Linked DNA regions of Mus musculus: regions 1, 2, 3, 4, 5 and 7 are each linked to region 6. Evidence: chromatin contacts called from public Micro-C, capture Hi-C and promoter capture Hi-C data. All regions are on one chromosome and are shown on one strand. The core of a region is the stretch at or near the end of the contact, and the rest is flanking DNA. Distances in the headings are between cores, read along the strand shown. Region 1 holds the start of Pskh1 (protein serine kinase H1). Region 2 holds the start of Slc12a4 (solute carrier family 12, member 4). Region 3 holds the start of Edc4 (enhancer of mRNA decapping 4). Region 4 holds the start of Psmb10 (proteasome (prosome, macropain) subunit, beta type 10). Region 5 holds the start of Cbfb (core binding factor beta). Region 6 holds the start of Hsd11b2 (hydroxysteroid 11-beta dehydrogenase 2). Region 7 holds the start of Dpep2 (dipeptidase 2).

Region 1 (3,891 bases), core at 8-2,507, 380 kb before region 6:
CCAAGACAGCCTCACTATATCAGACTGTCCTTTAACTTTTGGGCATCCTCCTGCTTCTCTCTCAGGAGTGCGGTGATCACAGGCATGCACCACCAAACCAGGGCTTTGGAGTATTTTGTTTTTGAGACGGGGTCTCATATAGCCCAGGTTCGTCCTAAATGTACTATGTAGCCTAAACTAGCCCTTATTGATCGGAAGTGTAGTCTACCACATCTAGAGAAGAGTAAAACTCTTGAATTTGTATCTTGAAAAAAAATACTTCAAGATGTCACTGTTTGCTGTGACTATCTCAAAATGCTGGCCATGACAGATGTTCCCCCAAGGCTTAATCTGTATCTATTCAAGTCAGTGTCCCGATAGCTTTAACTAAACACTACTACTGTGTGAACGCAGGAGACAGTTTTCCAAGGAAAAGACATTGGTGATAGATTCAAAAAGACACAGGTTAATTTCCTCTACTGGTGAGTGAGGGTGGAAATGAACGGAAGTTTCACAAACCGAGAAAGCAGCTATCTGAACCTCGAGGGTATGAAACCACAGAGTTAATAGGAGGCTCACATGCCTCAACAAAACACTACATAATCGCAGTACAGACGTGCCCAGGCGTTCTCTGCAGGGCTAGGTAGGCCACATCCGATTATGATAAGCTTTGAATGCTGCAGGCTACAAGGTTTAGTTTTTCCCTACAGTGACTAAGGAGGCAATTTTAACGAGTGATTTTTCTGGTGCGAATTATACACGCAGCAGCTTCAGAGGACTGAGCGGGGCTCTCCTTATAAGTATGACAGGTTTGCCTTGCAAGCGACCCAGCTGGACTCTGGCCCTTTTTCCAGCCAGTACATGGAAGCGATCGATGGCCCCCGCAGGACCCTGGCGTTCAGTCGCAAGGGAAGGGTGTGGAGTAGGCGCCGCACACAACAAGGTTAGATCAACCTGACCCGCGCTGGACGCGGGACGGCTGGGCCACAGACAGGCAGATGACCAAGTCCATCGGGCCTAACGCGGCAGGAGGTTTCGAGGCCATGCCTGGGGACCGCGGGTAGCCACAGCCCGGCCTGCTCCCCAGCCCACAGGCCCCAGTGCACGGGGACCGAGGGCTCGGAGTCGCGCCAGGCCCTGGCTGCGCCCGCGGCTGAACTCGCAGGCCCCTCACGCCGGTCAGGCCGAAGCCCCGAGCCGGAAGGCCTCACCTCGCGCGGGCGGCGGGCTCTCCGGAGTCTCGGCGGCTCAGCCCACCGTCTCCCAGCCCAGGCCACGGGCGCCGCCGCCATCCTCCCGCGTCAGCGTGGTGGCGTCATTACTGCGCGCGCCTGACGCCAAAACAAACTTGGGCGGCCAAGGGACGGAAGGGAGGCGGAGCCTCCAGACGCGAACGCAAGTGTGTGTAGGGGGGGGGGGGGGTTCGGAGTGCCTGCCAATCAACGTCTTCGGGGCGGAGCAGAGCTCTTTTCCAGGGGTGGGTCTGTTTGCCGCTAGACACCGCTGGGGAGCCATTTGTGGAGGGAAAAGTTCTGGGAAAGGTAATGACCGAGAGAAATGGAAAAAAAATGGCAAGATTCTTCTATAGATGAAGGAGTTCTTGAAGGGCAAGGGAGTGTGTCATCACGCCAGGGCTAATTTTTTTTAATGTATTGATGCAAAAACAAATGAATCACGAGATTTATAACATAAAATAAAAAGTAAAAAAGATTGTTAATGTATTGATGCAAACACAAATGAATCACGAGATTTATAAAATAAAATAACGAATAAAAAAGATTGTTACCAAGCTTGACATGGTGGGCACATTCCTTTAATCTCAGCACTCAGGCAGGAGGATCTCTGAGTTCCAAGCCAGTGTGGTCTACAAAGCTAGTTCCAGGACAGTCAGGGCTATTACAGAGAAACCTGTCTCAAAAATAAACAAAGAAGCTGGACGTGGGGGCACACGTCTTTAATCCTAGCACTCGGGAGGCAGAGGCAGGCAGATTTCTGAGTTCGAGGCCAGCCTGATCTACAAAGTGACTTCCAGGACAGCCAAGGCTATACAGAGAAACCCTGTCTTGAAAAAAAAACAAAAAATTAATTAATTAAAAAAATAAAGATTTTTTTTTTTGTACTAACACACTAGGTTTTGAAACAACTTTTACTTTTTTAAAAAAGACAAAACATCGTTAGCCTGTAATCCTAGTACTTTGGAAGCAGCAACAAGAAAGACTTTAGTTTGAGGCTAGCCTGGTGTATTTATTAAGGTCCTATCTCAATAAAAAAATTCATCAGTGTGTTCCCACATGCCTATAATCCTGGCACTCAGGAATTTAAGGGGATATTGCAGTGAGAGGTTTAAAAAAAAAAAAAGGCCAGGTTATAGAAGTTATAAGTTTTCTTGGGATACAGATTAAGACCATCTTTCAAAATGGCAGCAATGAAATTTGTTTCTCAAAGGGTTATGGGATTACTAAAAACATGAACTTTAACCCAGCCTGGTGTGATTTGGGAAGCAGAGGGGGGACCTCTGAGTTCAAGGCCTGCATGGTCTGTCTATAGCAACAGGATACCCAGGGCTGCTGCACAGGGAGACCTTGCCTAAAAAAAACAGCATGAGGAGGGGTGATACCCAGAGTAGGGCTTCCCCTTCTCAAAAGAGACAGGGAAAGTGGATGGGGGAAGGACCTGTGTGACTGATTACTGAGAGGAAAGGAAGGGGTGATAAAGTGAATAAATAAATAATTTTTAAAGGTTTATTTTTTTTATGTAAGTACACTGTAGCTGTCTTCAGACACACCAGGAGGAGGCGTCAGATGTCATTACGGATGGTTGTGAGCCACCATGTGGTTGTTGGGATTTGAACTCATGAACTCTGGAAGAGCAGTCAATGCTCTTAACTGCTGTGCCATCTCACCAGCCCAATAAATAATTTTAATAACAACAAAAAAGGAGCATTGATTTTGGGGCCAAATCTGGGATCAAATCCAGCTCTGACATTTCCACAGTTATATGAATTCTCGGGGAAGATGTCACCCTCAAGCCTTTCCATACGAATTTCCTATCCTTATATTTACTATGAACATATTGTAATCATGATTTTAGTCTCACAATAAAAAAATAATATAGAAGTCCAGAGTTGATAACACTCAGAAATCTATAGTCTTTTATTTGTCAAGGTATTTGGCAAATAAAGGAACGAGTATTTACTCGTATACGCTGTATATTCAGGTATTGGTTTGGGATCTAGGGAAAAACACAGGCTTAGCAGGAACGTGTTCTGGTGTGATGGCAACTGGTCCCAGGACATCTATCTGAATGGTCAACTCCACCTTGTCTATATAGATCTACAGCTGTAGAACACTGTGACCGTGCTTAGACCTAGGTAGCTATGCCTAGGCACCGGCATCTTGGCTATCATCCCAACCGTCTGCGCTAGCTCTGAGATAAAACCCATAAAGCCTTTAAGCCCCTGGCCACAGAGCAAAGTCTTCCCCCACTCAACCTCCGATCCCAGCCCATGGCAGAGTAGGGACTTAGGGAGCAAACATCAGGGTAAATGTAGGTCACTGTAGGAGGGTTGTAATCCCCACCCCACCAATGGCTGGCCAGAGCAGCCATCCCTGCTTACAGAAGCAGGCTATTCCTGGCCATTTACTAGGTCTAGAAAACTATCAGGATCCGAAGCTCCAGCACACCACTCCCAACTATACGCCCATGCTGAGGGAGGTGTCCCAGGATGACATGCCCTGGAGTCATTTTTAGTACAAGCTCATGTTGACTATAAAAATGCCCATGTTGGAGTTAAGAGATTCTTTCATTCCTTATTCTCCACGCTGTACTCTTTATTTTTAGATTGGGTGCTAGAGACACAAAAAGCACCCTTTACCTTTGAGGAGTCCACATCTGTGAATTTTCACTGGGATG
Region 2 (3,851 bases), core at 1,221-3,720, 450 kb before region 6:
CACTAGAAAAGCACTCTACCAACTGAGCTACATCTTGAGTGAGCCTCTGTTTTTTGTTCTTTTGAGACAGGGATTATACATAGCTCAGGCTGTCCTCCAACTCAGCCTCACATCTCTGTTGAGTTCCAGGGGTGCAGGGTAGCCCACGATGCCCAAACTTTTCCTTTATTTGAATTTCATTTTCTGAGATTTTAAAGAGTCAGATGTTAGAGTTTCTGTTGCCAATCCTCAGTATCTCTCTTTTCCCCCTGTCTGGCTGCCCTGGAACTTACTATATATAGACCTGGCCTGCCTCTGTCTCTCTAGTGCCAGAGAAATGGCTGGACACTTGGGAGCCCTTGCAAACGCTTGCAGAGCACCAGAGTTCAGCTCCCGATGCACATCAGATAACTCACAACTACCTGTAACTGCAGCTCCAGGGGAGTTGACACCTTTGATCTTCCAGGGCACCTGCACACACACATACTCACACCCAGACACACATGGAAACCGATAATTAACAAGAAAACATCCAGGCATTGCGGCACACATCTTTTATTCTAGCACCTAGGGACTGCCTGTGAGGGCAACCTGGTCTACATAGAGATCAAAGCCAGCTAGGGCTACATAGTGAGACTCTCTGGGGGGGGGGGGGAAAGCAAAAAAGAAGAAGAAGAAGGAGAAGGAGAAGGAGAAGGAGAAGGAGAAGGAGAAGGAGAGGAGAAGAAGAAGAAGAAGAAGAAGAAGAAGAAGAAGAAGAAGAAGAAGAAGAAGAAGAAGAAGAAGAAGGGAAGGGAAGGAAGGAAGGAAGGAAGGAAGAAAGAAAGAAAGAAAGAAAGAAAGAAAGAAAGAAAGAAAGAAAATAACTTAAAAAAAAGAAAGAAAAGAAAGAGAAGAAAAGATGGGGCCTCTGTGTGTGTGTGTGTGTGTGTGTGTCCAAAGATCTTCAAGTGTTGTTCCTCAGTAGACACCCACCTGTTTTTTTGTTTGTTTGCTTCTTTGGTTTTGATTTTTGGACTGACTGGGGTAATGCTATTAGTTATACCTTGTATCTTTTTTTGGAATATTTATTACTCATAGCTTGTATTATATTTCTTCTTGCTCAGTTTATTTTTCAATTTTAAAGGTAAATTTAAATGTGTGTGTGTGTGTGTGTGTGTGTGTGAACCCTGGTACAGTCTGAGGGAGCTGGAGGGCATCAGATCCCCTGGAGCTAGAGACATATGCAGTCATAAGCTACCTGATGTGGGTGCTGGGGACTGAACTTGGGTCTGGGGCAAGAACAACAAAAGCTTGTAACCAGTGAGCCTTCTATACAGAGAGTGCAGGATAGGAGATGCAGAGCCGAGAGCACGCGCGCACAGCTGGAAAGCAGTTAAAGGTGCCAGAAAGAGAGGGAGGCCGATTGCAGCCCGGAAGAGCTGACTGGGAAGGGTTAGTTGTTGAGCTGCTTCAGGGAGGTCCTAGCCGAGCGGCCCACCCAGGCAGTTGGGGCTGGCGGGTGGCAGCAGAGGGCGCGGATTCTAGAGTCAGCCCAAATTCTAAAGGCTACACCAGAAAGGGAGAAAGAATGGAGATAGAGCAGAAAGATGAGCCCTGGAGCTTTCTGATAGGAAGGAAGCGGGGTGGGGTGGGGGAAGAGGCCAAAAGAACAACTCAGAAAGATAAAAATTCTCAAGTCAAGGCGACTAGGTAAGTTATCTGAGTGTGAAAGAAGTTAGCACCAAGAAAGGAAAGGACTCGGGTGCAGGAACCTCCAGGAGGTGAGGTTATGAAGGAGCAAGTTCAAATGAGATAACTGGGCTATCCCAAAGTGTCGATGAGGGATGGGCCGGTGTAACCTCTAGCGAGGAGGGAGCGGACTCCTCTAGGAAGGGCATACGATCTTCAACCACCTGCTAAGGGAGAGGCTGCAGCGAGCAGAACTGAGGGAGAGACCGTAGGCTACCAAAGTCCTGGAGAAGCGTTAGAGAGAAATGATGGTAATGGAAGAGTATGTATGTGAGGGTGATGAAAGACTTGAGGAGGTTTGGGGTGGTCACTGTGACATTGACCAGGTCCTGCTAGCTTTCCCGCTATGGAAGAGTATGTATGTGAGGGTGATGAAAGACTTGAGGAGGTTTGGGGTGGTCACTGTGACATTGACCAGGTCCTGCTAGCTTTCCCGCTAAATAACAAAAAGTGACTGAGAGCTAATTAGATTCAGGGAACAGAGCCAGTGCACCCTGCGCCCCGTCTCACCATCATAATACCCCTAAAAGTTAAAATACTTTCCCTCACTTTATTAAGTATCGCATTTGGGGCTCAGAGAGGGCAACCCCTTACCCAAAGACACACAGGAACCCTACCCTCCAGCAGCTAGAGTACTTCGTTCCCGGGGTCCTCTCATCCCCCCTCGGGGAGGAGCCGACCCGAGCCCCTCCTGCTCCCCGCCCCCGAGGGGCGGCCCGGGGGGCGGGTGGAGGAAGTGAGCGCAGCGGGGTGGAATGCGAGCGGGCGGGGCGGGCCAGCCTGGGGCGGCGGGGACTGCCGGCTGGAGGCCGGGACCGCGGGCCAAGCGCGCGCGATGCCTCACTTCACCGTGGTGCCGGTGGACGGGCCGCGACGCGGCGACTATGACAACCTCGAGGGGCTCAGTTGGGTGGACTACGGCGAGCGCGCCGAGCGGGAAGACTCGGACGGTGAGGGTGCGCCCGGCGGGGGCTGTGGCCGGGACGGGGGGCATCTACACGGGACTCGCGCCTTCGGACCGCGCGCGCAGACGTCCATGCAGGACTCCACTTTTCTTGCTCCTTGCGCGCTCAGACCGATGAGTCTTTTTGGTCCGGGACTCCCGGGCTAGGTCGTCCTCCACCCACTCCCAGCTCCTCCCCCGAGGGCCGCGGGCGGGGGCTGCAGACGTGGCCGCCTTGGGAGGCCGGGTAACGGGCTGCCTTGCTTAGGCTGGCGCCGAACGCGCCACGGGTCTGGGTCCAATGGAAGCCTGGATTGTAGCTTCCTCACTTTCTGTGAATCGCCCCCATCCTCTTGAGTGTCACCCTCTCTTCCTCTATGACTCACCGCCCCTCTCTTGTCCTTTCCCTACCCCTGCCTCCTTGCACACTGGCCCGGTAGGAGCAAAGGGTGTGCTCGCTGAAGAGCCTGTGTTGGCCTTGGTCTACGTAGATCTGTGCGTATCATGGACACCTAGGGAGCAGTCACACGGGGCCAGGCTTGTCTAGGCACTGTACATGAAGCAACTCGCTTTAATCCTCCCAACCTCCCCCATGGGACAGGTTCTGTTACTCGCACTTAGGAAGGAGTGAAGGGCGGTGGGGAAGAGTTATGTAACTTGTTCCAGTGGGATTCAAACCCGGATATGAGAATGTAGTGCCTTAACCTAGGTATCAGGGCTGGTTATAGAGGTAAACCCTTTCTCCCTTCCAGTGCCCCATCTCTCCATCTTCCACCCACGGAGGCTCCTCACACTTGGAATGGGAACGGTCCTGGTTATATGTGTCTGTCTGTATAGCTGTCCAGGCATGTGTAAATGCACGTGTGTCGCTGAGTATCACAGGGTCAGGTCAGGACGTCCTTATGGCTACTGTTTCCAGGAAGGCTGCCAGTGATGAGCCTGGTGCTATGATAACAAATGCCTGTGATGTCTGAGGCTGACCGTGATAGAAAGGTGTAGGAAATGTGTGTTGTGTCTGGTGATGGTATCGGAGGCTATCTGATAGGTCTGTGATGGTGACATGCTTGAGGGGTAGTCTGTGCTTCATGTGAACGGTGACTGAATGACCTGCCTGCCATGTGGACATACAGGCCAGGGGCATGGACTGCAGATGTCACGGAGATTTGTCAGGTTTCACAGCTGTGTGTAAGTAACCCTA
Region 3 (3,506 bases), core at 522-3,021, 360 kb before region 6:
ATCTCTGAGTTTGAGGCCAGCCTATACAAACTACACTGAGCAAGTTCCAGGACATCCGGGGCTAAAGAGAGAAACCCTATCCTAAAAAACAAACGAACACCCAAACCAACAACAACCAAAAAATCAAGTGCCGGTCACCAAACAAAAGAATTACATGGAAAGACCCTTTCTCTCTCACTAGGACTAGAACCACTCTAGCTGCTCAGGGATGAGCTGGCTACTCTCCCTTCCTAGCCGTCTATGGTGAGGATAAAAAGGCCTAGGCTACACAGCTAATCATGCCAGGCTCTACAAAGTCTGTACACAGTTGTCTGCTCAGCTGACCGTGGGCATCAGAGGCACTAACCGCCTCATGAGTCAAGGGAGCACACCCTGAAAGCACAAGCCCAGGAGGCTCAGACAGCAAACGGATTATCTGTGGCTGTCTCAGCTGAACCCACTGGAGAGTACAAGTGCCCGCTTTAGCAGTCTGGGTTCCACCAGCAGGCATAAAAGGTGTGAGAAAAGAATCACTTCTCAGTATGTACACCATTATCTCTGGTCAACCACCTCAATGTTCAAACGTCTCTGAATCGCACGGAAACATCTCATTTTTATACATACTATTTCCTTTTTGTAATATGTGTCTTCCACATAAGTGCCTCGAGGACTTTTCCTGGTATTCAATCTCCTGTCTATAGTATCCAAACTAGCCCTAACAGTCTCCTCTCAAACCAGCCCTCTATCTCCCTCACCGTTATTTCCCCATTCCCATCAAAGTACCCTGACCATCCTTTTACAATAACATTATATTACAATGCTGGTGGCCTTCTGTCCTGGGAACTCTCATCTGGGAAGAGTAGCCCCAAGGAGGATACTGGGAGCCTAAGTAAAACTCGAATGAATTGGGAACATATGGGCTTGCTGACGTTTGGAACCTAATCTAACCTCATCAGAGCCTGTCTGTGATCTGCCTTCAATCCAGGAGAAACATGCTTTTGGGGTTGTCCACCTTTTGCCAGAAAATCGTTTTCAGAGCAACACCTGGCCTGGGAGTATACACTTTTGGGGGGAAGCCAAGTTGCAGGGTGGGCACAGAGGCTCTTCAGCAGATCACTTAATTCTAGGCCTAGAACTCGCTAAACCGACACTGCACCAGGCCTCTGAACCCTGGCGAGGAGGGATACGGGGCCAGTTCTCAAAGCACTGAAATTTGGAGGCAAGGAAACCAGATGGATTGAGTGGATTCCGAGGAGAGCGCCATACCTTCAGCCAAAACACTTAAGAACAAGGCAGAATGGTCTGGCATAGGATGGGGAGGGGTAACACCCAGGGGTCTGCGCCATTCTCTGGATATACCCAGGGATCATCCATGACTCCAATTCCTGTCCTCCGCAATCAAACCGGAGGATCCCGAGTCTGGCTAATGGAGCCTATGGCACCCGAAAACGGTTCAGATCCACGCCATACGTCCACCACTTCGCTAAGAGCCTACACACCCCATCCCGGCTCACCTCCGGCGGGCCGGTCCAGTTTGAGTATGTCCCGCAGATGCTGCGTGGCGTCCTCAATGTCGATGCTCGCGCAGGAGGCCATGGGCCCAGCCACGAGAGTCCTGCTCGCCCGACGTTAGTTCCTCTACCTCCGCAGTGTCCAATTTCGCCCAGCCACGACCCCGCTAGAGAGGAGACAGAGCACTACACAAAACCTAGCCGCAGTTCGCAAACCGCCGCCCGGACTGCGTCCGTGAGCCCTGCCAACCCCACCAACCGCCTCCACTTCCGGTCCCACTGACCTTCGCTCCCGGAACCTACAACTACCGCAGAAGAAAGGTTCCGAGCTCAAGGAGCCCCAGTTCCTATCAGAGGCAGCCTCCGTAGGCTGCTTGCTCCTGGCTAGCCCAGTAGTGGCTAAACTTCACAAGACTGAGAAAGAGTAAATGTACTCAGCATTGGACTGCCTAAAACCCTACCATCTCTGGAGATCTAACCCAGGTCCTAGGCCATTCTGATGAACTGGATAATGGTACAACAAAGCCAACTTTACCACTCAGGTAGTAACTTTTCAGACCTTAAATAAGGTGAACTGGTAAGGGTCTGTTCCCCCGCTTAGGAGTAAGCAAGACCAAGACATCTTCGAGGTCATTAGCCCCAGGAGATGCAAGGGCAAGGGAGATAGTTTCTACCCCCAAAACTGTCATTGTTACCAACTGTCCCCAGTAACCCCTTGTCCCACACGGTAACTTCACGTTAGGAATAAAGAGACCATAGTTTACAAACACCTCTTTATTGCAGACATTTCAGGCACAGGTACATGGAAGAAGCTGTATTGCAGATTTTATACAGGGTGGATTAAGAGGCAGCTGGCATCTACCTCTCTCCCACCCCTACTTCCCCCAATACACAGCAGCTAGAGATCAATCCCACTGGAACCTTCTGTGTAGCGTCCAGGACTATGCTGGTCTAACCAGGCAACCTGTGGAGTATGTGGAAATCTTTACTCTCCCCTCACAATGCAGGAGAGCAGGGAGAAGGGCATGTTCAGGTGTGCCTAGCCAATCCTAAACCCCAAATCCTGGGCTTGGTTCTAGCTTGCAGTTGCTATTTTAGTAGCTTTATACTATCCAGAGGTCTCAAGGATGAAAAGCTATATCGGTACTGAGCAAGACCTGTGCCCAGACTAAGAAACAGGGCAGAAACTGCCATACTAGTTAAGATTTCCTGGGATTTGAAGAGTGTATGGGGTATGTGGAAAGTAGGAAGATGGTGTGTAAATGCCCTGCACAGGTCTTGAGGGGAGAGTTAGAGCACTCCTTCACACTGCTTCCTTCCAGTGTGGAATTTATACTCCACCTAATGGCGCCTGGCTCTGATATCCCAAGCAGGCAGCACAGCATCTCTCGCTTTGCTTGGGGAATGTGGGCATCTGCATGTCACTTATTTTGGGTATAGAGCAGGCCCCTACATTTAGGACTTCAACCCAGAGGGTATAAATATGGGAAGCCATATTTGCTAAGGCCTTTCTAGCTGCTACAGAATATCTACCCTGCTACTAGACCCAAATCTACAGAGCAGAGGCCACAGGTGGTATCAGACAGAGCTGACTGAAGAGCCTTCAGTCCAAGAGAAGCTTCAGGCCAGGCCTGCGTTCCAAAACCCTGGGGCTGGAGAGAACTCTGCCCCGGCCCGCAGACATGCGAGCTTAGCCACTTGAGTGAATCTGCTCCTTGCAGTAGGTTCTGTTGAGGTGAGGCAGATGGGGGTGGGGAAAGTGAGACAATGGGCTGGAACTGTTGATGCCCAGCCAACTACTTAACTAATTAAAACAATTTAAACTGTTAAGAAAATTTTTGTGGTTTTATTGTATCATGAGGCATTGAAACATCTGAACAAATCAATATCTGGGCGGTTGGTGAGGCAGCTGCTTTCTCCTTCACTTCTTTGGGTTACTAGAGCAACTTGTCAGTAGATTAAAAAAACAAAACAAAACAAAAAATAAAACAAAAACAAAACCCGACAATCGTTTGC
Region 4 (3,944 bases), core at 943-3,442, 420 kb before region 6:
TGAGCCACCATGTGGTTGCTGGAATTTGAACTCAGGACCTTTGGAAGAGCAGTCAGTGCTCTTAACCACTGAGCCATCTCTCCAGCCCTTATTTTTATTTTTTTTAGGATTTATTTATTATTTATATGTAAGTACACTGTAGCTGTCTTCAGACACACCAGTAGAGGGTATCAGATCCCATTACAGATGGTTGTAAGCCACCATGTGGTTGTTGGATTTGAACTCAGGACCTTCATAAGAACAGTAGTGCTCTTAACCGCTGAGCCATCTCTCCAGCCCCCGCAAATAAGCATACGGAGCACTTAACCGAACACCAGGCCTGCTCTTGTCTGTGTTTTGGAATCAAGATCAGGTTGTGGCAGAAACAAGGTGGAGTGCTTTTGCCGAGGTAAACTGTGGACCAGGCCCAGCTCCCTGTCCCACCTTGTTCTCCCCTGTCCTAGGTGACAACCAGGGCATCCCCATCCTGTCCAACATAAAGCTGAAAGAGGAGCAGCGCATAACCACGACTTCCCCCTGGATGCTCCCAGCCCCTCACGTGTGGCCTGAAGACCATGTGTTCATTTCCACACCAAACTTCAACTACACCGTCCAAGACTTTGAGCGTTTTTTCACAGATCTGCATTTTGAAGAAGGCTGGCACATGTTTCTTCAGTCTCGTGACCTACTGGAGCGCCTCCCCGCACCTGGTGTAGAAGTATATTGTCTCTACGGTGTGGGCAGACCCACACCCCACACCTACATCTATGACCACAACTTCCCCTACAAAGACCCCGTGGCTGCACTCTATGAAGATGGGGACGACACCGTAGCCACCCGCAGCACTGAGCTCTGTGGCCAGTGGCAGGGCCGCCAGTCGCAGCCCGTACATTTGCTGCCCATGAACGAGACAGATCACCTCAACATGGTCTTCAGCAATAAGACACTGGAGCATATCAATGCCATCCTACTGGGTGCCTACCGCACTCCTAAGTCGCCAGCTGCCAGCCCAAGTCCCCCACCCCCTGAATAAAGACCTAGCTGTTATAAATAAGTGCAGGGTGTTTGTTATGGGTTAAGGGGAAGGCACTACTAGGTTCCTTAGATAACCTGCATCACCTGGCTGATGCATGCTTGATCTGGGCTTAGGGGAACACGGGGTTCAGTGGGCTTTGCTAAGGCCCCAGACTGGACTGACTTTGAGATATGTAAATAGATTTTCATTGTCCTAGTTGAGCTGCTCAGGAAGCTTGCTCTGTGGCTTCCTTCTTAGGGGCCCAGGACAATATTCAGATCTGGGTATATGGCTGTTAGAATGGGGACACAGAGAAATAGGATTTGAAGTCGACTTTTGAGTTCTGGTTGGATACAGAAATTTATAATAAAGCATGGTGGTGCACGCCTTCAACTCAACACTTGGGAGGCAGAGGCAGGCAGATCTCTGTAGGCCACTCTGATACACACAGTTCCAGGACAGCCAAGACCACAGAGATTCTGTCCCCAAAACACAAACAAATAAATAGAATTTAAGATATTGGGGCTGGGGATTGTTAATGTAAGAACTTGGATTCCATGACAGCCGGAGCTATACAGAGAAAACCTGTCTCGAAAAAACAAACAAATAAATGGGGCTAGAGAGATGGCTCAGCGTCTGTTGAAAGAAGCTGTTTTTCCAGAGGACCCTGGTTCAATACCCAGCACCCACATGGCTGCTCACAAGTGTCTGTAACTCCAGTTTTAGGGGAGCTGACACCTCACACAGACATGCAGGCAAAACACCAACGCACATAAAATAAGCCATAAAAAAATTAAAAAATTAGGGCCACGTGGTGGTACACATGCCTTTAATCTTCTCATCCAGGCCAACCTTGTCTACAGAGCTTATTCCAGGGCAGACAGGGCTACACTCAACTACACTGAAAAACAGTTTTTCAAGCGCCCCCCCCCCCCAAAAAAAAAGTTTAGGATCTGAAGAAAAGACAGTTCATCTAAAGAAGATTTAATGTGAGACATTAGAGAGAGAGAGAGAGCAAGCACTCAGAAGTTAAGAGCATTTTTTTGCACTTGGAGAGGACCTGAGTTTGGTTCCCAACGCCCACGTGGTGGCACGCCCACATGGTGGCTCATGATCATCTGTAACTTCAGTTCCAGGGAATCTGATGCCCTCTTCTGACCTTGGTGGGCATGTGGCATGCACATACCACATTCACTCACACACATAACTAAGCCTGCAAGGGCTTCATTTCTACTTACTTTTAAGGGGTTATGTGTGTGAGTGTTTTACCTGAATACATGTATGTGCCTGCAGTGCTCAGGGGGTGTCAGCAGAGATGGGAATGGAGGATCTAAGGCGCACCATAGGTCTGGCAAGGAGTGTAATAGCCCCTTCCTCAAGTTATCTGGGACTAGCAGCAAAGACGAAAGTGAAAGAGAAGATGCACACAGCAGCCAACAGCCTCTGAACTAGGGTGGGGGTGAAAGCGAAAGTAGGAAGCGTCCGGAAAAACCCCACAGAAGCCAGGACAGACGCCTCTGCTCCCCCTGGCTGATCCACTCATCGAGACCCCCGCATTCTCACTTGGCCTTCCTGCGAGATGCTGAAGCAGGCAGTGGAACCCACAGGAGGCTTCTCTTTCGAGAACTGCCAGAGGTGAAAGGGGAGTGGAGTTCTAGTCACGAACTGCTGGTGCCTTGTTTTATTGGTGGAGTGGGGGAACCCTATGTTGGGTGACCAAGTAGGGGCTTAAGCCAGGAGATGAGTAGAAATGGGTTTGGGGACCGGTTCAGGGACCCTCCCTTGATGCAGAACTGAAACGCGAGTCACCCCAATGTTTCCAGGAATGCGTCCTTGGAACACGTCCTTCCGGGACTTCGGGTTCCTCATGCACGCAAGACCGGGACTACCATCGCGGGGCTTGTGTTCCGAGTAAGCGGGGTGATAAGGGCTGGAGGGCTAGAAGGGCAGCCACTGCGGAGATCAGGTGGGCATTAAGGCTGGGCTCTGCCTCTGCAGGATGGAGTCATCCTGGGAGCGGACACGCGGGCCACTAACGATTCGGTTGTGGCGGACAAAAGCTGCGAGAAGATCCACTTCATCGCCCCTAAAATCTAGTCAGTATGCCCCGGACCAGTCCCCATATTCAAACATAAGCTGCACTGTCGCTCACTCCCTACTTTGTCCCTGCACGTCCCTGTCCACATCCACCATCCCTTTGTCCCTTAGCTGCTGTGGGGCTGGAGTAGCTGCGGACACTGAGATGACTACGCGGATGGCAGCTTCCAAGATGGAACTACATGCGCTGTCCACCGGCCGTGAGCCTCGGGTGGCCACGGTCACCCGTATCCTGCGCCAGACGCTTTTCCGGTGAGCAAGTGGGGCTAAGATGACCCCTAAACGGGGTATCTGCAGGTGGGTGGAGTTGACAGGAGGCGGGACGTGGAGTGGGGGGGAGCGGGGCTGCGACCTGCAGGGAGACCGGAAGAAGACAGACCAAGCTGAGTTCCGGAAGAGGCAGCGTCAATTGCAGGACGCCAGGCCAAAGGAAGGGGTGGGACTCAGACCAAAAGGCAGTGTAATGGGCGGGGCCTGTCTGCTAACATTAACCCTGCCTGCTCCTCCACAGGTACCAAGGCCACGTGGGGGCATCACTGGTCGTGGGCGGGGTTGATTTGAACGGACCTCAGCTCTACGAGGTGCACCCACATGGTTCCTACAGCCGTCTGCCCTTTACTGCCCTTGGTGAGCTCTTCCACCCTTTAAATCACACGAATCCTGCTCCTGCAACCCCACCTTCAAGGTTTGTACCTCCGCAGCTAACAACTGACTTCGGATGCCCCTTCCCACCTGCAGGCTCTGGTCAGGGTGCAGCCGTGGCACTGTTGGAAGACCGGTTCCAGCCAAACATGACGGTGAGCGACTTCTTCATGCTCACTGGCGGGGAGTGCTGAAAAACCCTAGCCAAGTA
Region 5 (3,677 bases), core at 904-3,403, 350 kb after region 6:
CATTTAAAATATTAAAACATCTTTAAAAATAAATCTGGTTTCAGTGACAAAAAGTTGTTCATTGTTTTTTTTTTTTTCCTTTCCATTTTTTATTAGGTATTTAGCTCATTTACATTTCCAATGCTATACCAAAAGTCCCCCATACCCACCCACCCCCACTCCCCTACCCGCCCACTCCCCCTTTTTGGCCCTGGCGTTCCCCTGTTCTGGGGCATATAAAGTTTAAAAATATGTAACGCTTCACGAATTTGCGTGTCATCCTTGCGCAGGGGCCATGCTAATCTTCTCTGTATCGTTCCAATTTTAGTATATGTGCTGCCGAAGCGAGCACAAGTTGTTCATTGTTATACGAACTACATCTCAATTAAAAAAAAAAGCGACATTCACCAACAGCCTTATACTGTTAACCTGTATTCAAATTGTACCTTTACTTAAAGTTTGGGCTAAGGCAATGGGTCTGTCACTTGAGCAAATATTAGGATTTCATTACACAGTGCTTCAGTTTAAAACAAAACAAAACAAAAACCACCCAACCAAAAAAAATCTCTTTCCTACAGTTCTTCTTTTCGTTGCTTCCTAACCAACACCTCTAAGGAGGATAACGAAGAGGCAAGAGAGGAACTAGATCACTTCGATATTTTTCAACCCAGGACTTGCCGAGTCCATAGCAGTCTTCAAATATAAAACAGGAACCTCTAGATGAACTATGGGATTTGTCTGTGTAGCACCAGGCAATTCTTTAGCAACTCCAATACTCAGACAGGCACATCGAGGTTAGAAAAAGGAAAATATAGATTTCTTTCGGATTCTTAACATTTTAAGAAAAGAAAATTGTTCATCCACTGGGGCCCTTTCTCTCGTCTCTCTCTTCTATTAGGACAGTCTCTCTCTTCTATTAGGACAACAGATAAGTGGAATAGATTTACTCTCGGCTGTACTGGGAGATAGCTTCTCATATAGATTTACCAATCTCGCTTCTCAGAAACAAGCCTATCGCTGATCCCCCTCCAATGATTCTTTACACGTAGGGCTGTATCCTTCCTACAAGCACCCCGATGTCTGGCGGAGGTCACAGCCTAGGCGACAACCTCCGCCAAGCTCCGGTTGGAGCTCCGCTCGGATTGCCGAGCCGGCACTAGGACACGCAAACCATCCCACGAACCGAACCATCGCGGCGGGCCAAGGAGAAGGCGGGTCCGCCCGAGGGCCGAGCCGAGCCGCCCCGCCAGCATCTGCCTCTTTCTTGCTTTTCGAATCCGGACTAAGGAAGTGAGCCTGCGCCCCCGGCTCAGTTCCGGGAGCCGCAGCGTCCGCGGCGCCGTCCGGAACACGCCCGGGGCCGCGCGCAACAAGTGACTGGCGCGCGCCTGGGTCCCCGCGGCCTCCCCGCGCGCACCGGGGGTAGGGTGGGGGGGTCCCTCCCCGGCGACTTACGATCTCCGAGCGACCGTCGCGGCAGGCGTTCTGGAAGCGTGTCTGGCGCTCCTCGTGGGGCCGGTCCCTGAAGCCCGTGTACTTAATCTGCAAGGCAGAGAGACGGCCCCGAAATCAGGAGTCAAATCCGCGGCGGCACCCGCCGGCCCGCCCGCCCGCTCCCCGCGGCTCCGATAAGGGCAAGCAGAGCCTGTGGGCGGACTGCTTGCCGGGGCGAGATTCCCCCTCGGCCGGCGCGCCGTCCCGGGGGCTTCCCGGCAACCGAGCCGCTCAAACTTTTCTCCTCCCCGGGCCCACTCGGGGCGCGCCGAGGCCTCCGCGCCTCCCCAACCGCCTCACCTCGCACTCGCGGCTCAGCTTCCTGAAGAACTCCTCGTTCTCGAACTTGCTCCTCTGGTCCGGGACGACGCGCGGCATCTTCCCGCCCTCAGGCCGCGCCGGCCGGCCGCGCTCCCCAGGCTCGCGCGGGCACCCGCTGGCGGGCTCCGGTGCTGACCGCCTTGACCGCCCACCCGCGGCACCCGGACTCCCGCTTCTCTTTGTTTCAGGAGCCCGCCCGCGTGGCCTCCCGCTCCAGGGAGGCTGAGGTGCGGCCGTGTGCTTGGAGCCCAACCCACGCTACCGCCGCCCGCCTCAGCCGTTGCCGGCCGTCCTCCCTCCCGCCCGCCCGCGCAGACACAGCTTCCAGCCTCCCCCGGCTGCGGCCGCCACTTCCTCTCGCCGCCCTCCTCGCTCTCCCGCCCCGCGCCGGCCCCACCCCTCCTCCTCCTCCTTCTCCTCCTCGCGCGCCCGCCCGCCTCAAACTCTAGCAAACAAGACGCACCATTCACAACTCCACGACCCGCGCCGCGCATGCGCCACCCACCCGCTTGCGGGGCCGCTGGGTTGCAGTGAAACCCTGCTCCTTCCTCAGCACTTCCCCTTGCCTGTCCGCGGGCTTCTCTGCGAACAACCCGCCCAGAAGGGATCCGCCCCTCTCTTAGCAACTAGAAGCGGACCCGCAGACCTTTTTTTTTTTTTTTTTGGCCCTTTGTGAGCGATCTGGAACTTCTTGGCTCCCCAGCCAGCCACGCAGAGTCACCCCCAGAAGGGCCACTTGAATTCAAGGAAACCTAAATCTTAGAGGACTTTGCATACAGGGAGGGATGTGGACTGTGCACTGAAAGGTGGAAGTAAGCATCTAACCAAATCATGGTGTAAAAAGGTGGTGGCTATTGAAACGGGGTTGGCCTTAGGATTCCGTGTAGCTCTGCCTGCAGACAAGGTTTAGACAAGTACCAGACCAGTAAGTCTCAGATTAGTAATTTCTAAAATGCACACTCATAAGTTCATGGCGTTAGTAGGAGAGTGTTTATGTAGATCTAGCACATCATTTAAAGGAAAACTATCTTAATTATATGTAACCGGTTGCCAGTCCATATTTTTACCCAAATGTGCAATCAAACAAGAAAAAAAAAAAAAAATCCAAGATCTGCAAGTTCTAGAGAACTTACCAGAGCAGAAGAAAACCAGACTCGGGGTTTGCAGCAGAGCTTGAGCTAAAGCTGACCCTCAATAAACTCTGATCCTTAAAAATCGCAGTTTGTTAAAAGTTCAGTTCAAGGATGGCAGGTAAGTGCCAACTCTTGGCAGCAGCTGGCCAGATGCTAAGGATTGTGAAAAGATACTCATAAGTCACTGGAATCAGTTCTGAGGTCAGTTGTTAATGCCTGCTTGAATACAGATTTTGGCAGAATTTCACTGCTAGTCCAGCCCAATCTCATTTATTAGATAGGGACCTAAACGTGGGTAAGGAACTGTCCTAGTTTGCCATAGACAGCTCTCATTTTTAGCAATGACCTCCCCCCGCCCCCCAAGCCTTCTGAAGCTGCTCAGTCCCTAACAAACTAGGAGGGTTAATCATCTTAACTGAAGTCTGGAGAGTTGATTACCCAAAATTAAAGGTTTGTTGGTGGGAGTGGTGTGTGTGTGTGTGTGTGTGTGTGTGTGTGTGTGTGTGTGTTTTGAGTAAAACATACTGCCATGATAAAACACCATGTCCAAGGCACGTTATAAGAAGAGTTTGTGTGAGCTTACCACTCCAGAGGGTTAGAATCCCTGAACGGTGGAGCATGGTGACAGAGGCAGGAAACTGAGGGCTCACATCTTTAATCAGAAAGCAGAATAAGATTTAGGAATGCCAGTGGCTTTGAAACCTCAAAGATGGCCCTGGGGACACATTTCCTCCAGCAAGGCCACACCTC
Region 6 (3,764 bases), core at 87-2,586:
TTCTAGGATCCAAGACACCTTTCAGATTCCACCTGTCACTACCCAACTCCCTCCAAGGTCCAGTTCAAGGATTTCCTCCTAAAGTCTCCCGGCCCTATCCTATCATGCAGACCACCCATAAAGGACCAAGACCTCCAAGAAGCCATGGTGGTTGGGGGAGAAACAGCTGCCCCTCCCCCCATGCAATGGACCAATGCCCCCTGGCCTTCCTCCCCCTCCCCATTTCCTGCTGGGTCTGCAGCCCCCCTCCCCTCCCCTTCCCTCCTGATGACAGATTTATTCCCTGCTCCAGACAAAGAAAGCACAGGCAGGCACTAGAGACACCTGAGTCCAGCTCTCTGAGGACCCTTTCCTGGGCACCCAGGGCTGGGCAGGATGAGGTGTTAGGTGTAGACTGCAGGCGGCTGCAGTTTTGGCAGTGGGTAGCTGGATCTAAGAAGCAGCTACTCTCCAGCTGCTGTGAACTCAGGCGGTTCTGAACTCCAAGGATTCCAGCCAGAGGAGGTCGGGGAGCAGAACTCACCATCTAAGCACTCTGCCCCCAGAGAATAGCAGATACTGTGTTCTAGTGATGTGGGGGATGTCAGGCAGAGTTCAAGAGATGGCATTATCCCCGTCTCGGGTCTTCTGAAGTCCCCTAAAGTACTGTCTTCTGCTCCACACCTGATCTCTTAAGGAGCTCAGCATAAACTAAGTTTCTCCTCTTTCAGTCACTAGTTTCCTTTGAGCACCTGCCCACTCTCTACTTTCTCACCAATAATCCTCGCGGTCGCAGGTAGTTAACCCAGACTTGGTGAGGTGCCCGGAGCTTCCTACTTGGCTCACTTTCTTGCGTTTAGAGAAGGACTCTTACGTCTGAGCTGCGGAGTTCCCCTTGATGGCGCCCAAGGGAAACCCTCTAGGTGTGCGGTCCCGCCCTCCAGCCTGGAGTCCCTGCGCTCTGCACACTCACCGGTGATGAGCACCGCGCGAGTGGCCACCGGCAGGCGAGGAGGGCGCGCTAGGCGGGACAACGCGATCCAGCCAGCACCAGCCAGCACCACGAGTGCCGCCGGCGGGGGCAGCAGGCGCTGGCACAGCCAGTCGAGAGCAGCCAGCAGGGCCAGTGCCGCCAACAACGGGCGGCCCAGACGCAGGTCTGAGCGCAGCAGCTGCAGCAGCGCGCGGGCAGCCACCAGCAGCCAGGCGCCGCCCGACGGCCAAGGCCAGCGCTCCATGACTTCGGGGCCGGGCTGGGGCGGGGCGGGGGCCTGGTTGGGGAGCGCCGAGAGGGACTCGAGGCTAGGACACGGAATGCAGAGGAACACCGGCCTGGGGTGGGAGGGATACTCGCTTTCTTTGCGGGGTCCTCGGACCCAGCTTATAAAGCGCCCTGGGGGCGGGGTTGGGGCGGTGCGAAGGCGGGGCTAGGGTGGGGCTTTCCTCCACTTCTATCTTAGCACCCCACGCCAGGCAGGTGCCCCCCCGCCCAGCCCCCCTGTCTAGATCCGTTTTCGAAGAAGCCGGAACAAAGTCCCCAAGTTGCATGAGGCGGAGCCGTCAGTCGCCAGCTTCGCCCGGGAAAGGGCCAGTCTGCCCAACCCTGTGCCTTACATCTCATTCACTCCTGTGCGCCTATTGGCATGCCAAGGACTCTGAGCCTCCGAGCTCAGGAGTGCACATCCTGCTCACGCTTCCTCAGGGATACTTAACACACACATACCACCAACATCAGCACCACCACCACCAACTTTCATTCAAGTATTCCACATTGCTGTGGCTGTGACTGCCATGACTTCCAGAACACTGCATGGAAGCAGCCAGAGTCTGCTGCCAGCCACACCCGCCCCCGCATGCAGTGCCAGGCATGGCCTTAGGTCCCTGGTACACACGCCCAAATGTGCACTCTCACCTGGGTAGTTCTCAGCCACAGCTAGGAGAGAAGGGGGGTTCTGTTTCACTTCATTTTCTTCCATAGTCTAGAACTGGGGATGGAGGGAGAGGAAGGAGGAGGAGGAGAGAGACATACATACAGAGAGACAGAAACACACAGAGAAAGACAGAGATGGAAAGGTCAATGAAGGCATCAAGGTCTCCTTTTTTCTTTAGCTTCATCTACCCCCTCCCCAGGAACCAGTTAATGGGAAGACCTGGGAGAAGGGTCAGGACAGGGTGGTCCCTGATCTGCTACACTGAGTCCCCAGGGGATGAATTAAGTAGTGTGTGGGTGCATTTCCCTCCCTGTGTGTATGAAGGTCCTTGTTTGTGTGTGGCCTGGCACCCTGCGCCACCCCCGTGTCTGGCAACCTGTGCCTAACATGCATGCCAGGGCTCTGGCAGGCACTGGGGGTTAAGTGCAGAGCGAGGAGCAAAGCCGAGCTGTGGAGATCCCTACGTCTGTGAACCCCCAGACCTTCCCCCCTTGACACACACACCTCCCCATTCCTCATCTCTATCCTTTCTAGGTCCTGAGAGGGTCATAGATTCCTTATCACAGCTCTCTGTCCTGCGGTTCATTCTCTTCCCTGTATCCAGAATCCGGTCCAGTGTTTCATGTAAACACTCAAAGCCCTCCCTTCCATCCGGGTGTGGGTTCCTGAAGAGCCAGTGAACTCTTCGGGAAGGAGCTGGTGTCCAGACTCTCTTGAGAGGAAGAACTCTGCATGAAGACCCCTGTTCCCCACTCAGAGTCACTCCTCTGTCCCCACTCAGAGTCACTCGTGTGTTTCCATCCACCCATCCTCTGTCTATAAATATGGACAATGGTGGAACCCTGGCCTGGGTGTCAGGACTTGCCTGAGTAAGCTGTGTGTCCCTGACCTTGGGTGTGTGGCTTTGAGTTCTTTTATATCTGTGTCTATGGGGTTCTATGCCCTGTGTCATGTATGACCTTATGTGTGCTTGCACATAAGTGTGTATGTGCTACGTGTGCTTCCTATAGCTTCTGTCTCCTCTTCTTGCTTCTAGGAACTCAGAGAAACAATCCTTTTCTAAACCCACTGACTCCGGTTGTTCTGAGTCAATTGTCCAGGTCAAGAAATGAATGACATGCCTTGCTTTAACTAAGTTATCCTCCTTAGAATCCAGCTACAGTTTTTCCAGCCTCAGCCACTTTAAGTACTTTCCCTAAGGTAGGAAAAAGAGAGAGAGAGAGAGAGAGAGAGAGAGAGAGAGAAAGCAGAGTCCTAGGGGGAATAGTCAAGCTTCCCCCGCCACACACACACACCAGTTCTCAGAGCAAGAAATAGACACAAGAGAGCAAGGTGGGGAGAATGGGAAGCAGGGCTCTACCCTAGTCCCATGAAGTACCTGGGGAAACCCAGGACAGGGAGAGAGGGAGACTGGCTGAGAGTAGATGGGTGGAGGGAATTGTCTTTGAGTAGGATGCTTCTAGAACAAATACTTCTTCAGGTGGAACTTTTCCAAGTCTTGATGAGATTGGTTTACCTGCCACACTTACATGACACCCCTTTCCTGAGAACCCCATTTTCTAAGTCAGGAGACCAGGGCACCTTCCTCCCAACTCCCTGCGGCCTCCTCAGCCTCTGACCCTTCCCCTTCATCAGGTGGAGGTGCTCTGGAAGTGGAAAGTGTTTCAAATAGTCATAACTGGGAGGGGCTGGCCCAGCCCTGTCTGAGGCTTGGTGCCAAGTTGAGCCTGCCTTGGAATAGGGAACTAGCTTCTGCCAGAATCAGGACTCTGGGTTGGTAGGGGTCTCCATGGAAAAGCAAGAAAGTGGAGCGGGACAGAGGGCAGAAGCCCTAGCGGATAAGGCAGGTAGCCA
Region 7 (3,915 bases), core at 1,303-3,802, 470 kb before region 6:
TTCTTTACCTTTTTTATTTCCTCTTATCCCTGTAGCTATTGCTCAAGCTTTGCACACTCTAGGTAAGCCCTCTACTACTGAACTAGATCCCAGCCTTGTGATTTGCTTCAAAATAGGGCCAGGGCTGGAGAGATGACTCAGAGGTCAGTAGCACTTGTTGCTCTTCAATAAGACCAGAATTAGGCTGGGCAGTGATGGCACACACCTTTAATCCCAGCACTTGGGAGGCAGAGGCAGGCGGATTTCTGAGTTTGAGGCCAGCCTGGTCTACAGAGTGAATTCCAGGACAACCAGGGCTACACAGAGAAACCAAAAAAAAAAAAAAAAAAAGAAAGAAAGAAAAAAAAGAAAAGAAAAGAAAAAAGAAAAGAAGACCAGTGTTAGATTCTCAGCACCCACATGGTGACTCACAACCATCTATAACTCCAGTCTCTGGGGATCCGATTCCCTCTGCTGACCTCTGAGAGCACCAGGCATTCATGTGGTAGACACAAGCATGCAACTAAAACTCATACACATAAAATAATTAAAAAATTAGCCAGGTGTGGTGGCGCACGCCTTTAATCCCAGCACTCAGGAGGCAGAGGCAGGTGGATTTCTGAGTTTGAGGCCGGCCTGGTCTACAGAGTGAGTTCCAGAACAGCCAGGGCTATACAGAAAAACCCTGTCTCAAAAAAATAAAATAAAATTAAAAATTAAAAAAAAAACCATAAGAAACAAAATGCTCAGCAGCTCAGCAGGTGAAGGTGCTTGCTGCCAGCTTTGGCATTCTGAGCTTGGTCTCTGAGACATGCATGATGAGAGCAGAGACCCAAGCCCTTCCAGTTCTCTGACCTCCACACCTGTAGACACACAAAGAAATAAGTAAATAGATGTTGTAATCTGTTGCAGTGGCGGGAGAATTAGCTCTATTGGTAAGGACGTATGAGCGTGTGGGCCTGAGTGTGGATCCCTGGTACACAGGCAAAGAGTCAGGCACAGCAGCCTCTCACCCTGAACTGGGGAGGGGGGGAGGGGGGGGAGAGGGTGGAATCTCTGGGCTTGCTGGCCAGTCAGGGTCGCTGAAGTGATGAGCTTCAGGTTCAGTGAAACCCTGCCTCAAAAAAGATAGGGAACAATGAAGAAGATACTTTTAAGTCATCACCTCTCTCTCTCCCTTCCTCTCTTCAAGATTTTATTCTATTTATGTGTATAGATATTTTGTCTGGGAATCAAACCCGGGTGCTCTGGAGGAGCAGCCAGTGTCTTCAGCACTAAGCTCTCTCTCTCTCTCTCTCCAAGCCGTATTCTTTATACCCTTCAACTTCCTGGGGCTTATTAAGAACAGAACAAGCGGGGTGCTCGGCCCGCACCTCACTCTCTTATTCCTTTGTCCTCTTACCTCTCCTCTCACTTTTCTCTTTCTCTTTCTCTTCTTTCCTCTCTTCTCTCTCTCTTTCTCTCTCTCTCTTTTCTTCCTTTCTACCTTCTCTCTTTCTCCTGCATTTCTATAATAAAGCTCTAAAACCAAAAAAAAAAAAAAAAAAAAAAAAAAAAAAAAAAAAAACAAAACAAGTGTGATATTTACCCTCAAACCCACAATGGTGACAGGGAGACCGGAAAACCTGAGAGTTTCTCTTCCCCTTTGTCAACTTGGCCCGCACGAAAGTGGCAGTGGGGGAGGGGAGGGAAAGGAGCCAGGTCTGAAGCCAGCAAAGAACACCTTGGTGTGAAGCACAGCCCCAAAGGAATACGCGGTCTAGAGTGGGCCTACCAATGAAACCTACTTACTAGCTATAGCAGGCAAGGACTTACTTACTAGCTATAGCAGGCAAGGACTTACTTACTAGCTATAGCAGGCAAGGACTTGGCTACTTTTAGCATAGCACTACTACAGGCAGCGCACACTAATGTACAGTCCCGAAAACACAAATACATCGTCCTGGGTAGTCCAAATTTTCTGCCTCCTTATCGAAGAGTTTGCTCATTTCCTTCTTAAATTCAAAATATATTTATTCATTTGAGACAGGGCTCGCTCTGTAACTCTATCTGGCCTACTCATTATGTAGACCAGGCTAGCCTTGAACTCACAGAGATACACTTGCTTATGTCTTTCAAGTTCTGGGACAAATGTTATCATGTCCAGACTCCATTTCCTTTTTGAAAGAGGGTTTCTTGACATCTCCAAGTCCCCATGCCTCCTGAGGAAGGTTGCAAAAACTGGATCCTCTCCAGTGGGGGCCAGGGGTCAGAACAGAAAAGGTTTTTTTAATGGAGTATAAGCATAGACCCTGAAACTGCCTTAAGGGATGGGACTTCTACAAAAACATACATGGCCAGTGTGTGTGTGTGTGTGTGTGTGTGTGTGTGTGTTTGTGTGTAGTATGGGGGGGGGGAAATGTGTACATGTATGGTATGTGTTTGTGTGTGTGTTATATGTGTGGTGTCTGTGTTATATGTGTGTGTGTGGTGTCTGTGTTCTGTGTGTGCATGCATGAAGCCAGGGCTGATCCTGGAGAAAGCAGAGAGGGTAAGGGCTCAGGCTGGAAACAGGGTGGGGCTTGTAAGGACAGGAACTAAGTCCTTGAGGTTTCTGGGAGAGCTCTGGCCTCAAGAGCCTCAGACACCAGGCGTGGAGCCGCTGGACACAAGTAGCAGGTCTGAGGGCTTATCCATCTGCCCTGGCTTCCACACTGAGGTAGGAGGTCAGCCTGCAGCCCCAGGAGGAAGGTGCTGGGATGGGGGGCTCTGCTGCCCTGGAAGGTATTCCATGTCCTTCCATCTCTCTAGCTGACAGACTTTTGTTCCTGTGCTACTAAGTATTTCCCTGAAGCACTCAGGTGCTTACTCTCTTCTTACCTCACATGATCAATAGGAGAGTCCTGGGTGGGCACAGCATCTGCTGAGGAGGGAGACCAGTCCTCACCTTGAATAGGGCTGGGGCATGCAGGTGTGTGTTCCTAATAGTTCCCAGTTGCTGGCTGGAGTCTTCAGAGGATGGTAGATAAGGTGGAGAGGTCAGTGTGTCTCGGTACTTGTGTCCCTTGAAGAAGTCAGGGAAGGCTGCAGGTAGTCAGGGACAAGATGTGGTCTGCAAAGAGCTAGAGGCCCTTTCACTGTGAAAGAAACACCACGGGTCTACTTTCTTGGAGAACAGTCCCTAGTCGCAGCTAGGAATCACCTGGGTTGGTCCCTTGGGAACAGTAAACAGGGGGGACATTGGACAAAAGAAACCTAGACAGAAGCAGGCCACGGAAGTGCACTTCAAGACGGGGATAGTAGGTCTGTAGCTCCCCCTGGCGGATGTCATGCACCTCTTTCCCGTACAGCGGCTGTTTGGAATCTGGTGACCTCAAACCTCTTCTCACCAGACCTGGTCTGTGCGTGGCTTAAATTGAGGCTCAGGATTATATCACTGCCTTCTGTCCTTCTCAGGCTTTCGCGACCCTCATCCGTGCCGGCTTGCTCCGCCCTGAGCAAGATGTCGCTCACGGGCCTCAAGGGTCATTGGGTGCTTGGCCATGGGCTTTCAGTGTTCCTGTTGGTGCTGCTGCTGTTAGGGCCTTCACAGCCTCTAATATGGACCCAGACAAAACCAGGCTTCTCTGGTGCTTCCACTACATCAAGCATCCCCAGAGCACTCACCAAGCCCGACATTTCCAGCATTCCAACCACTCCTGGCAACCCCAATTTCCCAGACCTGCGAGATCGCGCAAGAGCTCTGATGCAGGAGTTCCCGCTTATAGATGGGTGTGTAAGGATGGCTTGGGGGCGGCCAGAATGAAACGGGGTTGAACATACACCTGGGGTGCAGAGGGTTCGGAGCCTGCTGTACTAATAAAGGTCCTCTCCTACTACCCACCCCTAGATGCTGTCTCCTATCAGCAGTGGGTGACCTCTTTCTATCACTTCTCTAGTGAGGAGTCCCAGCCCAGC

The links. Promoter capture Hi-C pulls out the DNA fragments that hold promoters and counts their contacts. Hi-C and Micro-C count contacts between places; a contact is called where the count stands out from the background. Capture Hi-C pulls out chosen DNA fragments and counts their contacts.
Region 1: a promoter capture Hi-C map of hematopoietic stem and progenitor cells shows a contact between it and region 6. The contact joins the promoter of Pskh1 here to the promoter of Hsd11b2 in region 6. A contact is called at or near these places in 3 of 39 promoter capture datasets (cranial neural crest, hematopoietic stem and progenitor cells and pre-B cells), 2 of 115 datasets of contacts at active chromatin or transcription factors (large pre-B cells and memory CD8 T cells) and 2 of 9 other capture datasets (adipose tissue and liver).
Region 2: a contact with region 6 is called in a capture Hi-C map of embryonic stem cells, with 3 times the contacts expected there. The contact joins the promoter of Slc12a4 here to the promoter of Hsd11b2 in region 6. A contact is called at or near these places in 5 of 39 promoter capture datasets (cranial neural crest, embryonic stem cells, liver and 2 more), 1 of 115 datasets of contacts at active chromatin or transcription factors (memory CD8 T cells) and 3 of 9 other capture datasets (adipose tissue, embryonic stem cells and liver).
Region 3: a promoter capture Hi-C map of pre-B cells shows a contact between it and region 6, with 3 times the contacts expected there. The contact joins the promoter of Edc4 here to the promoter of Hsd11b2 in region 6. A contact is called at or near these places in 5 of 39 promoter capture datasets (cranial neural crest, liver, neural stem cells and 2 more), 3 of 115 datasets of contacts at active chromatin or transcription factors (embryonic limb bud, embryonic stem cells and large pre-B cells) and 1 of 9 other capture datasets (adipose tissue).
Region 4: a promoter capture Hi-C map of liver shows a contact between it and region 6. The contact joins the promoter of Psmb10 here to the promoter of Hsd11b2 in region 6. A contact is called at or near these places in 8 of 39 promoter capture datasets (the C10 cell line, cranial neural crest, embryonic stem cells and 4 more), 1 of 484 Hi-C or Micro-C datasets (the G1E-ER4 cell line), 2 of 115 datasets of contacts at active chromatin or transcription factors (large pre-B cells and pro-B cells) and 2 of 9 other capture datasets (adipose tissue and liver).
Region 5: a contact with region 6 is called in a Micro-C map of embryonic stem cells, with 2.4 times the contacts expected there. The contact joins the promoter of Cbfb here to the promoter of Hsd11b2 in region 6. A contact is called at or near these places in 2 of 39 promoter capture datasets (3T3-L1-derived adipocytes and stem cell-derived epiblast-like cells), 1 of 484 Hi-C or Micro-C datasets (embryonic stem cells), 1 of 115 datasets of contacts at active chromatin or transcription factors (memory CD8 T cells) and 1 of 9 other capture datasets (pancreatic islet).
Region 7: a promoter capture Hi-C map of embryonic stem cells shows a contact between it and region 6. The contact joins the promoter of Dpep2 here to the promoter of Hsd11b2 in region 6. A contact is called at or near these places in 9 of 39 promoter capture datasets (cranial neural crest, embryonic stem cells, hematopoietic stem and progenitor cells and 4 more) and 1 of 115 datasets of contacts at active chromatin or transcription factors (memory CD8 T cells).

The regions. Positions count from the first base shown.
Region 1 is chr8:105,897,840-105,901,730 of GRCm38.p6, reverse strand. It overlaps Pskh1 (protein serine kinase H1), which reads right to left and starts at 1,257. Exons shown (of 3, transcript NM_173432.2): 1 at 1,191-1,257.
Region 2 is chr8:105,964,734-105,968,584 of GRCm38.p6, reverse strand. It overlaps Slc12a4 (solute carrier family 12, member 4), which reads left to right and starts at 2,470. Exons shown (of 24, transcript NM_009195.3): 1 at 2,470-2,660. The coding sequence starts at 2,546.
Region 3 is chr8:105,879,146-105,882,651 of GRCm38.p6, reverse strand. It overlaps Edc4 (enhancer of mRNA decapping 4), which reads right to left and starts at 1,771. Exons shown (of 29, transcript NM_001301100.1): 1 at 1,494-1,771. The coding sequence starts at 1,575. It overlaps Nutf2 (nuclear transport factor 2), which reads right to left. Exons shown (of 5, transcript NM_026532.4): 5 at 2,250-3,506.
Region 4 is chr8:105,936,640-105,940,583 of GRCm38.p6, reverse strand. Psmb10 (proteasome (prosome, macropain) subunit, beta type 10) reads left to right here and starts at 2,192. Exons shown (of 8, transcript NM_013640.3): 1 at 2,192-2,629; 2 at 2,818-2,905; 3 at 2,993-3,090; 4 at 3,203-3,343; 5 at 3,603-3,718; 6 at 3,830-3,888. The coding sequence starts at 2,574. It overlaps Lcat (lecithin cholesterol acyltransferase), which reads left to right. Exons shown (of 6, transcript NM_008490.2): 6 at 444-1,033. The coding sequence ends at 1,012.
Region 5 is chr8:105,169,150-105,172,826 of GRCm38.p6, reverse strand. It overlaps Cbfb (core binding factor beta), which reads right to left and starts at 2,153. Exons shown (of 6, transcript NM_001161458.1): 1 at 1,774-2,153; 2 at 1,435-1,521. The coding sequence starts at 1,851. It overlaps Gm22063 (a small nuclear RNA gene), which reads right to left and starts at 331; the gene lies at 225-331.
Region 6 is chr8:105,516,318-105,520,081 of GRCm38.p6, reverse strand. It overlaps Hsd11b2 (hydroxysteroid 11-beta dehydrogenase 2), which reads right to left and starts at 1,336. Exons shown (of 5, transcript NM_008289.2): 1 at 953-1,336. The coding sequence starts at 1,217.
Region 7 is chr8:105,990,410-105,994,324 of GRCm38.p6, reverse strand. It overlaps Dpep2 (dipeptidase 2), which reads left to right and starts at 2,552. Exons shown (of 11, transcript NM_001301204.1): 1 at 2,552-2,677; 2 at 3,415-3,729. The coding sequence starts at 3,461.